Linked DNA regions of Canis lupus: all the other regions are linked to region 2. The links are chromatin contacts, called in public Hi-C maps. All regions are on one chromosome and are shown on one strand. The core of a region is the stretch at or near the end of the contact, and the rest is flanking DNA. Distances in the headings are between cores, read along the strand shown. Region 1 overlaps ETS1 (protein C-ets-1). Region 2 has its middle 300 kb from the start of ETS1. Region 3 overlaps ETS1 (protein C-ets-1).

Evidence for each region. A called contact is a pair of places that touch in the nucleus more often than the background predicts.
Region 1: a Hi-C map of skin fibroblasts shows a contact between it and region 2, with 2.6 times the contacts expected there. The contact joins two enhancer-like sites. A contact is called at or near these places in 2 of 9 Hi-C or Micro-C datasets (blood and skin fibroblasts).
Region 3: a Hi-C map of blood shows a contact between it and region 2, with 3 times the contacts expected there. The contact joins two enhancer-like sites. A contact is called at or near these places in 2 of 9 Hi-C or Micro-C datasets (both in blood).

Annotation. Positions count from the first base shown.
Region 1 is chr5:6,160,428-6,164,603 of UU_Cfam_GSD_1.0, forward strand. All of the region lies in intron 3 of ETS1 (protein C-ets-1), which reads left to right. Among named protein-coding and RNA genes, the nearest start is that of ETS1, 79 kb to the left of the region's middle. Within about 2 kb of position 2,639, at least 6 of the 20 cell types and tissues checked have an H3K27ac peak or open chromatin away from gene starts, as enhancers often do.
Region 2 is chr5:6,386,559-6,390,356 of UU_Cfam_GSD_1.0, forward strand. No RefSeq gene overlaps it. Among named protein-coding and RNA genes, the nearest start is that of ETS1, 300 kb to the left of the region's middle. Within about 2 kb of position 1,768, at least 5 of the 20 cell types and tissues checked have an H3K27ac peak or open chromatin away from gene starts, as enhancers often do. A contact at or near this core is called in blood, where this site is marked.
Region 3 is chr5:6,203,340-6,207,242 of UU_Cfam_GSD_1.0, forward strand. The region is part of intron 8 of ETS1 (protein C-ets-1); the gene reads left to right. Among named protein-coding and RNA genes, the nearest start is that of ETS1, 120 kb to the left of the region's middle. Within about 2 kb of position 1,847, at least 4 of the 20 cell types and tissues checked have an H3K27ac peak or open chromatin away from gene starts, as enhancers often do. A contact at or near this core is called in blood, where this site is marked.

The sequences.
Region 1 (4,176 bases), core at 1,389-3,888, 230 kb before region 2:
AGGGAGCGATGTGATATAGAGTCACATACAAGCTAAGGGTGAGTCATGGGTGTGTGTACAGGAAACGCATCCTTGATTTCACGTAAGATCAAGAGTTCAATCTTACACCTTCCTTGCCTCCTCATGGAAACCAAACGTTCTTCAAAACTGCTGGGTGCTCGTTTTTGGTCTTTGAATGTCTCTGGGTTTCAGTTTGGAGGAGTGAGAGAAGTAAAACAAATATTTACAGAGGACCTACTATGCGCCAGGCGCGTGATAGGGTGCTTTGCACCAACTTTGTGAGGTTGGTGTTTTTAATCTCCATTTTGAAGGTAAGAAATTGAGTCTTAGAAACGTTCTATTAATTTTTCCAAGGCTCCAGAGCTGTCAAGTCACAAATGTGGGCTTAGATCTATTTCTAATGACAAAATCCTACCAACTTAGAATCTGTTTGGAGAGAAAATTTGCTGACATTCTCATCAAGGGCCTCGATTCGTGGAACATCCTTTTGTGTGTTACGCTCTTTTAGGCTCCTCATTATTATCAGGGTAATGAAGAAAAAAACATTCAGTAGGTCTCTAAATATCTACCATTGGGATGTGTAATACAGAGAGAGCCCCCAAAAAGTTCCCCAAAAAATAGTTCCCAGAATTTTGGCTGTGCATTTTCAAATCCAAAATGCACAAATGAAAAGTCACTAACTGAATTCACCAAACTCATGTTCGGACCTAGGGCTTTGGCCCCCATTTTCCAGATTGAGAAACCGAGGAATGAAGTAAGAGCTCCACCCTAGGTTGAGAATTCTCCAGGGAGGGGACGTTCAGAGGCACAAGTCTAGGCCTTGAGGCCACTTGATGCAACAGGAATGTTTATAGATAAATAAACACACATGGAATGAATCAGTGTCTACATGGTGGACCTGGAGTTAACCTTTGATTCAATTGAAGATTTTTTTTCTTTTTTTCTTTTTGAAAAGTAAAGTATCTCTTTCTTTATTTCTGGATTTCTGAAGGCTTCTCTTAGGGGTGCTTTGTGGCTTTTCCATGCCCTCACCTGTAGCCTTCTGTGATGGATGGACTGATGGGAGAAACGTGAAATTCCCAACTGACTTCAGTGTCTCCAAAGAATTTGAGGTGGTGGATGAACAAAACAGAGATTTTGGTTTTTTTCAATGGGATTGGGCCTTGACGACTTGCCTCTGGGTTCTTAGGGTTTGGTTAGGTTGTGCTCCCAGGGGCACTGCAGACAGTGAGCGAGGAGCGGAGATGAGTCCAATCTCCAGTGGCTCTCAGAGACCTTGCTTTCTAAGAAGAGACTATTTTTCAGTGTTTTTCTGGGCAAACCAATGCCAAAGAATTAATTAATCTTTGAATTTCTACAAGCTGGTGTAAGATGGGTTCCTTCTACCCAAACCAGTCACAAATCTATTTGCAAATCTCAAAATTACCCCCCTGCAGTGTACCTTTTTTAGTAATTATATTTGGTTTTTTTGTTTGCCAGGTGGATTTGCTTATGCCACGAGTTTTTTCCCATAATCTTGAGATCTATCTTCTCTCTTTTTTTCCATTCGGTGGGTGAGACTTCTGAGGCAAAGGGAAGGGATTTGCACTTAGGTTGCTCTGTAGAGTGTGATCTTTGTCCCTAAATCACGGTCTGCCATTCATTGTGCATGTGATAATGATGTGCCTCACTGTGGGAACCGTGGTGTCCTAGGAAGAGCAGGGTTGACGGGAGCTGGTCCTGGGTTCGAATTCAGCCTTTCTACTTGCTCATTTGCCCTTAGGCCAAGTATTTAACTTCCCCAAGCTTTTTTTTTTTTTTTTTTTCTGGTTCTTACAACGGGGGTCATCATGAAGAGCTTTCAGGGCTGTTGTCAGGATTTGAGATGATTTGAGACAATACTTTTCCACTGCCATGGTGTCCAATAGTCTTTTTTATAGTTATCTCATAGGCCACTGTGCTCATTGCTGACAGCGCTCTTATGACTTCAGTGGTTGTTAAAACTGTGGTTACTGTTAACCTGGTTGCAGAAATTTTCCACTCGACACCCCATAACCCGCGGGCCAGAGCAGTCCCTGTGGCCAGTTAGCAATATCTTCTTCCTCTCACGCATACTTACCGAACTTGAATTAGGACTTTGGTCACGTTTCCAACTTGAAAGCTTTATTTACAGGCATTGCCTCTGCCTTCATCCGTGAGGACGTTCCCTGGAATTGTGGTTATCGGGGCACAGAATGATTTTTAGCTGCCCGAGGGACTCTCCCCCTCGCCCTGGCTGGGATCCTTTCTTTCCCTGGGAGCTGCCTTAGGGAATCTCTGCTACTTGTGAGAGCAGCAGGCCGGGAGGAGAGCCTGCTCCGCCCCGGGAAGGCCCAGGCCGGTGAAGCCATCGGGCAACCCCCCCCCCCCCCCCCCCGGACCATGATGAGCCTCAGGACCCAGGAATCCTGCCTGCTGTCCTCTCTGTCCTGTCCGTGCACCCAGGGCGGCTGCTGGAGCTTCCCCGTTGGGGCCCTGGCTCCCTCCCCGACGTGCGGGAGCCGCCCCTCGAGCATGCCCGGTGCCAATTGCGATGGTTGATTTACAGCCGGAATCTGGCACCTCCAGAAGGGGATCCTGTGTCTTTAAACAGCTGTGTGCCAGTGTGTGTAAATGTGCCTGCTAATCCGGTGACTAATTCAGTGTATCATAAAGCAGCAGCGCCGGCTGCCAAGGCAGGGCTGCGCCCCGAGGGGACGGGGCCGCGGCTCAGGATTCGCCCTCAGGCCCGCTGCAGGCCTGTCCCCCAGTGGGCTCCAGGTGTCATCGTTGGTGCCGTGCTCCACGGTCGGCACGGCCCTCCGTCCTGCCCTGGCTTGGCCTCACGGCTGCCCCCCCCCCTCGGTTCCTGGGGTCAGTTTATTTACTCATCTGAGGGTGGAGCTGCGCTCATTCTGAGTCAGGGCCCCGGCACCAATCAGGAGCGCCCTGGGGCATTCCAGGGGACAAAACTCATGATCCCTCTTGGAAAAGAATTTTCCAAAAGATGTCTTTTGGTCACAGTGCTGTGACTGCACCTTCCTCCGTTCCTGTCCAGTGGGCCTGGCCGGGTGTGTGTTTGTCTGAAGCCCTGGTCTGTCCTCACCTTCTGTTGTCTCCCCCCAGGGGTGGGGAGAGAAACCTCCAGAAAGAACCTGGTCTGATGGAGATTATTAAAAATTTTTTCCTCTTGAAAGCCTTGTAGATCGAAGTATGAGTGCTTGGGCAGCATCTTCTGGGGACGTCTTTGGGTCGGGGGAACATGGGGTGTTCTGTGGCTTTCCCTCCCGGGCCCCGCCCCAAAGCTGTAGATACCACAAGTCAGCTTCTGGAAATGGACCTTGCCCAGCCTCTCTCTGGGGCTCCAGTGAGCAGAGCCTCTCTGCTATCTCAGGAGGCATCCACGTGGCAGGGTCCCAGCCTCTCTGCCGTCCCTTCCTCTGTATGCCATCCATCTGCCCTCCGAGTTGGCCTGCACACCTTGGCACACCTTGACCCCCTGCTGCCTCCCCCCCACACACACCCAGGACATCGCCAGGCTTCTGGAGCCCAGCTGCATCAGTTCATCTCCATTGCAAAACCTTTTGTCTTAGTCATCGTTCTCTTGCTCATCATGAGGTGTGCCTGTGGGGCCCTCGCTTGTGTGCCTGTGTGAGGTTTGTTTATTTCCCCCCCAGAAAGAGAGAGAAACTCCACGGGAAGGGTCCCCATCACCCAGGCATTGCTCGGCTCATAGCAGGTGGCTCACTAGCTCCTTAAAAAAAAACCCCAACTATATATATATATAAAATATATATAAATATAATAAATTATATATATTATAAACATAGGTAAATATATATGTATATTGTTTTTTTAATTGAGATTTAATTTCCATAACATGAATTTCACCATTTTAAAGGGTACGGTTTGGAGGGGTTTAGTACCTTCGCAGATGCATAACTTTGCAGATGCATCATGGATGCATAACTGTAGCACATTTTCATCACCCCCCTCCCCCCCAAAGGAACTCCATACCCCTTAGTAGACAGTAGCTCTTTCTGAATAAAGGAATGCAGCCAGGCTGTCCATCAGAGGACGTGAGGAGGGGGACTCCTGTGTCGGGGTAAGAGCCCCCACTACTCTCCCCTGCTGCTCTCGCGTGCTCCCGGGGCTCTCTCTGCCTGTCCTAGGCTCAAG
Region 2 (3,798 bases), core at 518-3,017:
ATAAAATCTTTAAAGAAAAAAGTATCGTCTTGCATCCTACTTTGCACTCTTGTATCTTATCATTGTTCATTAGTTCATGGCCATTTCTTATTTCCCTCAAACAATGGTACAGCCCCTGAGGGCAGAGGCTTTAGGAATGCTGGCACCGTGTTCCCCAGGTTGGGCCATTCATGCTTCTTCTCAGCACGTGCGTCATGGCCACATGGGAATATCATTGTGGCTTGAAATTCAGTGTTTGTTCAGAGCCAGGCATTCTCATAAAGGCAGCCAAAGAAGAGCGTCCTGGATCACTTACAAGTAATTTAGATATTATTTTCCTAATCTTTGCATGAAAACTCCATGATGTCTGTCTCATACTTGGGTCCATTTTTTTTTTTGTCCCCTCTCTCTCAACTCTTTCTGTCTGTCCCTTACCCTTTTCTCCCCCTTCCCTCTCTGTTTTACAAAAGTAGAGACAAAAGTTACCGGAAGTCTCAATTGTCAGACTTCAAAGTCTTTGCTAAACATTTGACATTTGATGGTGTGTCCCCCTCCCTTCCTCCTCACCCCCATCTCGCTTGCATGGGCACAAGTCTCAGAGAGATAACCATATCAGGCAGATTAAATGAAGCTTGTTTCCTTCTAAATTTGCGTCCTCCCACACAGTGTGGCTCTGTGCCCTGGGGTTGGTAGTGCACCTCGGTGCACCAAGACCTCTATTGACTTTCAGGTGGAGGCAGTGGGCTAGAAATGGTAGAAGAAGCTGGATTCTCCAGACAGAAATCATGGACCTTTTGCATCAGAAAGATCCTAACAGAAAGTCTTGTCTAACATTCCCGTTTTCTGGATGAGGAAACCATGGCCTGGAGAGCTCAACAAACTGTCTCAAATCAGAATTAGATAACCAATACATAGCGCAGCCACTAGAAGCCAGAAGTCCCCTAATATCCAGTCTGCTGTTCTTTCTACATCCACATAAAGGCTGAGAAACTACAAACTTCAGCAATAACACTGAAAGTTCAGGGTGGGCTTCTCCAGTATCCAAGTAGACAAAACTGTCCCATGAGTTCATCAGGGTGACACAGAGAATTTATCCTCTGGCAACCTACCCTGGAAGACACCTAGAATAGCTGCTTCCTACGTGGCTCGGGGTCTGCCAAAGGGGGAAGTGGCTGGTTCTCTCTCTGTAGAGGGCGTGTGCATGCCAGATTCTCCCACGTGTTGTGTGGTGTTGCCCAGGACATGAGTGACACCTACAGCCTGCTTCCAACCCACTGGAGATGGGTTGGGTTTAATGCTGAGGCATCATGACAATCCCAACCAGGAGAGGGAAGCTGGAGGCACCGGAAATAGGGCTGGGGTCCTAAGACAGAAGAGTACACAGCTCCCTACTGGGAAGTGCACAGTGTTGTCTCAAATGCCCTTCAGGAGGACAGAGATTCCACTTCTGGAATCTTTTACTTTAGTTCTATAGGGGATTTTAGAATGGACTCTATAGAGAAATAAGAATGACTCCAACAATGGCAACTCCTTACTAGAAATTGGAAGATTAGATAGGGGTAATAGTTGGAGGAGGGAAATGGAGAGACACCCACCCCCCTAAATCTTGGCTGTCTCCATTCTCTTCCTTCTAGCAGGTTTGTGAGCATACACATGCACGCGCGCGCACACACACACACACACACACACCTGTTTCCCCTCGTGCTGCCTGGAAGACAACCAGAGGTTGGCAAGCCCTCATTCATCTGCCACCAACTGGCTGAAGTAAATCTGTCATGCAGAGCTGCATGTTCCCTGTCACCTGTGTGGGCACCTAAAGAGCATTAGCTCAGTGGGGATGTCCATAGCTTCCAGCCAGCCTTCTGCTTTTATAAGGTTTGGTGAATCTCGCCCACCAGAGGCCTCATGGGCACCTGTAGCTCTCACATGTAAATTAGTTTTGTGCTTTTTAAAAGTCTGTTCATGTCCCATACTCCCAGCTTCCAGGGACCTTCTGAGGTAGGAGAACCTCCCACTTGATCACCACTCTGCCTGTGTGCTTCCCAGTCAGAGAGGACAATTTTTCAGAAAACTATTTTTAGAAATAGTAACCTCAGAATAAACACAGCACACCAGATGCTGGTGTTTTTCTGGGGCAACTGAGCTGAGGATCATTTGTTTAAAGAGAAAGGTAAAACAGTCAACATTGCAAGGGCGATGCTTTGCAGACTGCTGGGTTTTACTCCCTCTAGTGGCAAGATTTTAGAACACATGACTCCCCCTTGACCCAGACTATTAAGACTTCATTGTGGGCAGAAGTTTTACGTGAACTTGATTTTATATCTAGGCTTCTAGTTTGAAGAGTAAGGACAGATTGAGCCCTAATTTGATGGGTACAAAATGTGTTAAACATATCAGGGCAATCTGCCTATTTTCCTTATTTCTGGAAGGATTGATTGCTAAATAAAACTATATGCTGAAAATGAGGTTTTAGTAATACTGCTGGGTACTTCTGTTTAAACAAAATCTATTCCTTAAGCAGAATATGCATATAATAGAGGAAACTGATAAGGTAAATTGCATAGCATACACCTCTTTCCTAAGTGCAGGCCAGTGGTTCTGCTAGCTCCATAAAGTACAGGATAAAAAAGAACAAGTTAGAGGTGGGGATTGTCAGCCCAATATTGTAACAAGAACACAACAAAACAATAACAGAAAAACTCTCTGACTGTAAGATTTAAGAGGCTAGAGACAACTTACCTAAAGTCACCAAGGTTTTCCTTTTCAGGAAGCTTTAATTATATTTCTTACAATCATTTATTTTTTCTTGTTAAACTTGGTTCCAGCCTGCAAAAAGACAACAGAAGAAACTAAATGAGTTTTATAGACCTCAGGTCTAAGATTCAACAGTGCAGTGCTGTACGAGTTTTCTGGCTCAGAGAAAGCTGAGAGTGGAAAGGTCTTCGCTGGCCTGAAGCCCTTAGTCCTCAAATCAGAGCTGCTCCTCAGTGTGGAAAGAGCAGATGGACAGTTCTCTAGTTACATTATAAATGACTGGGTTTCTCCTACAACTTGGCTATGGCTTACTAGTATCTGGGTGACAGAGTAAAACCAACATGACTGTGGCTGACAGGAGGGAAAACATGTGCAGTAATTGATCAGTCAAATCATGTTCATATCTCAGCCCATTTTGAGTCACTTTTTGTAAATTATGGAACTGTATTCATTCATGCAACAGAAAGCATTCCATTCACAAACAGTTCAGCTGAGCTGACAATTGATTCATTATGAGTTCTTTGCTGAAAGGCGCACTAGTTTTCCAGAGTAACAGCCTCTTCTTTGACTGTCTTTTTCTCTCTATTCATGTTCACCATTTTTGCATATTTTTACTCATAAACTTATCTAACTTTTAGCAGCTACTGGTAGAGAAACCTGCAAATCCATTCCTCCATGGCCAGCAAGTTCCAAACGATGCATTTCTCCTCTGAAATGGATAGTCACAAAGAGAATGTTGGTGTCTGCTCTCCTACACACACTGCTGAGCTTCCCTTTGTTGCCGTAGAAAGGAAGAGATACACACCGTTTGACACTGGGAATCATCATCAGTTGAGAACTACTGACCTTAGAAGAGGTGTTGAGATTGGGAGAGATTTCTTTTTCTTTTTTTCTTTTTTATCATTCATTGTTTTTTCCCCATTTATATTTTTCAAGAACTAATTCTAGAAGACTTTTGCTATAGGGTAGCTTTTAAGGATCAGTAATGAACAAAAATCAAATTCCTGTCTTCAAGTAACTTATATTCTAGTACATGTGTGGGAAGGAGACAGAGTAAACACAAAG
Region 3 (3,903 bases), core at 597-3,096, 180 kb before region 2:
AGTTTGGTTCAGAGGGCAAGCACCTGTCAGGAGAAGGAGGGCAAGAACTCATCAGGATGTTTCCTGGTCGTCACCCAACTTTGTTTCATAAGGACTTAGTGGAAATAGATCTTTTGTGAATGATCGTTTAGAAGGGGGTTGACAGGAAGGGCGTGATGCTTCCTAGACTCTGGGGTCACCCCCTGTACCACCAGCGGTGGGCACCTTTGCAGTGGCAGGAGGGGAAGATAGATTTGTGAACAGATGGGTCATTTCTGGATTTGGGTGTTCTGTTTTTGCCATCATCGTTTGGCTGTGGGTAGAGACACCTGGGTGGAAGGGAGGGGCCAGTCAAGGCCCCGTTCCTCTGGTTTAGGACCACCTGCCAGATGTGTGCTCTTAGAGCAGAGTCTACCCTGTTGCAAGGGTGACCAACCATGAGAGTTTCATAGGTTAAAATAAATGTGGTGTCCTGCCCACACTGAGATATTTGATTTGACTTTTAGAGTCAAGCTGAAGAGATTAACTTCTCAAAGTAGCAAATGAATCCCCAAAGGACAGGTGGTGTGGGCGTTTTTATTTTGGGGAACGTGTTGATCCAACAGCCTGGGAGTCACTCATGTTGATTAGTCCCAGATAGGGTTTAATAGAGAGAAGCAGCTGGGGTAGCCTTTCAGATCCTTACACCTTCCTGCAGAGGACGAGTGCTTCAGCTGTACGAGCCTGTAAATGTTTACTGAGCACTTGTCCCAAACACCATACCTGCCACCAAGAAAAGAGGTGTCAGAAAGATGTAGCCTGTGTGCAAAGGAGCTAACAACTGGCGTCATTCGACAGCAAGTCGCCTTTAGGTTGTTGGTATCTGTTGGGGAGACCCCCACCTAGGCTTTGGATTGCACCCCGGCAAAAACACCCCCTCTGCCCTGGAGAGCATATATACTAGTGATAAGAGAGATGGGCCAGGGCAGACACACCCTCAGGCTGGTCTCGGTAGGCGTACCCCAAGAGAAGGCTCCCGGAGAGCGCGACTGGCCCGTGCTGACCTCCGTCTGCATGGAATTCAGCTCTCACATGTTAGCCTCATGCTGGGGCACCGATGACCAGGTGAGGTCTTGCTGTTGAAATGAAAAAGAAAAATTGAAGTGCAGTCCTGCACCCTGTTCACCAGCAGTGAGTCCATGGCCATGGCCTAGAAAATGAGAAGACACCCGACAGGCTGTCCAACGGAAAGTATGATTGCCAGGAGGCTCTTACTAGGATTTTTGTCCGCGCCTCTTTCCATGTATTGAACTTGTTCACTTCTTAGACTCAGAGTAAGGAAACAATAACAACCGCAGCAGCTGGGCAGCAGGGGATTTTAAATAACCGACCCTCATCAGGATAGATGACGGGCCTTCTAGTTCCTGGATGAGGAGAGGGGACCTAAAGCATCACCCAGATGAGTAGGAATTTACTTGAAGCTTTGCCTTAAAAAAAAAAAAAAATGAGACTAGGGCACCTGGGTGGCTCAGTGGTTGAACATCTGCCTTCAGCCCAGGGCCTGATCCTGGAGACCTGGGATCGAGTCCCACATCGGGCTCCCTGCAGGGAGCCTGCTTCTCTCTCTGCCTGTGTCTCTGCCTCTCTCTCTGTGTCTCTCATGAATAAATAAATAAGATCTTTAAAAATAAATGAGACTGACACCTTGGATTTGAAGTGCCTTGAGGGTCCCCACCTGATACTCTTGCTTCTAAGGTTTCGTCACGTTCTTCAAATCAGAACTGCCAGTGTTGTACTAAGAACTTTCCTCTTACCCAGAAGCTGAGGAGAACAAAGCAGTCAGAGGAAATCCCCCTGCTGCAGCCAGCGAGGAGCTGGAGGCCCAGCCAGTGTGTGTGTGTGTGTGTGTGTGTGTGTGTGGTGCCCTCCCTCCTGCACTTCTGGGGAGAGAGACTCTCTTCTAACAGGGACCCCTCTGTTGTTGTGGCTGAGAGTTTCTACTTGAGAAGCATAGTTTCCCAGTGATGCCACCGGATTCCTGATGTGTGACACCCCGGGGCAGCATGGTGAAGGACGCCGTTGACTGCCTTGGGGCCCCCAGACAGGCACACCATTGTGAGTCACACTGAGTATGCGAACTCCCCCTTCCCATGACTGGCACTATTCTTAGTACCATTCTCTGCTCCCTGGGACAGAGGTCACTGGGAGCACCGTCCAGTTGGGTGGGTGGGTGGGGCTGGGTACAGGGAGAAGGAGGAAGAGGCTTTAGGGTTTTAGGATATGGTGAAGCAAGGGCAAGAGATGCAGCCCCAGGGATTTGGGCAGAGCTACCCGAGGCAATCCAGAAATGTCCTCTGGGAGAGTCTGTGACTGGGAGCACCAGCCTCATTCCCTTGGTTCAGCAAGTCTGGGCCTTAAGAAGTGCCCATGGCCCAGATACGGGTCGCCAGTGTACATCCAGTCCTGGAGCTGCCTCCCAGCTGTGTGCTTCCATCAGGTGGCCCTCGTATCCCTGCCCAGACCTGAAGTGAACGTGACACCTGGTTGTGGAAGCAAGTGTAAGACTGACTGTCCACGAGTCCGTCCAGGGGATGGACCTACCCCGGACCCAGAATGTGCGCCCTGACCCGGCGTTTGCAACCGCGACAATAATTTGTGTCCTTCCTATTTATGGCTCCCCATAACCCAAAGGGCAATCTGCAAAAGGGGGGACCCCTGGGTGGCTCAGTGGTGGAGCGTCTGCCTTCTGCTCAGGGCGTGACCCCGGGGTCCCGGGATCGAGTCCTGCATCGGGCTCCTTGCAGGGAGCCTGCTTCCCCCTCTGCCTGTGTCTCTGCCTCTCTCTATCTGTCATGGATAAATAAATAAAATCTTAAAAAAAAAAAAAAAAAGAGTCCTCAGGAAAGAGGAATCTTTGGGGGTGGATCTCACGGGCTCCTTTCATTTGGTGCCACACGCAAGCCTTCTGAAGGCTGAACAGCCCCTTAGGAGACCCATGGCAGGAGCCCTGTGTGTGCCTGTCAGCAAGGGTGGGTTCACAGGATCTGTCTTCCAGAATCGGGGGAAGGAGACTTGAGCTGACATCACCGTGTTTTGCCTTTGCTTGTTGTGAAGCTGACCAGAGACATTTCTCCCCATTAAAGTCCGTATGCTTTTGTTAGGCATCTGGTTTTCCTATTTAGGCTCCCTCTTGCCTGCGGTGTAAATAGGAAAAAAAGAAGTTTGAGAGCACCTCACCCACGATCTGGGCTCCTAGTTCCCAAGTTTCACAGTTTTATGTTCCTTATGAACAGAGGAAGATTCACCATGGGGAAAACAAACAAACAAACCCACAGACGACAAGAATTCACCCTGCCGCCGCCGCCCCACCACCCGGCCCCACAGGCAGACACGGATCACACACAGGCCTGCGACGTGTCCGTTCGGGCCGTGGCACCGGGCAGGAGAAACAGCAAGGGTAGTCCTGTCCGTCGTCCCTGCCTCTGGGAGCTGCTGCCAGCGACGGGACTTAAACTCCCCGCTTTGCACTTTCTGGCTGCCCCGTCTCAAGGGCCAGGGACTGGGAGGCGTTCTTGGGCCTTTCTCTTGGGGGCCTGGAATGTGGCTGCTGCTCCCCGCCAATGACCAGGATGTGCCTGGGCGGAAGGATCCCGATCTGTCCTTCCTTCCTCTCCCGCAGCTTGGTGTGACTAGCCCTCCGCTCTCCAAAGGGATGTGAAGATGAATAGTGGGAAAGAGGTTTGAAGGTAGATAGTGGGAGGGAGAAGAGTGAAATTACAGCCTAACAGCCACGAGGGGACTGACCCGTTGGGCTGGAAAGGTCACCTGTGGAGATGAACCACAAGGTCACCAGTGGTCGGATGGTCAGGAGAACCGTTGGCCATGCAGTGTCCTGAGTCTGCTGTGACAAGTGAAAAAGAGATGCTTTAAAAAAAAAAAAAAAAA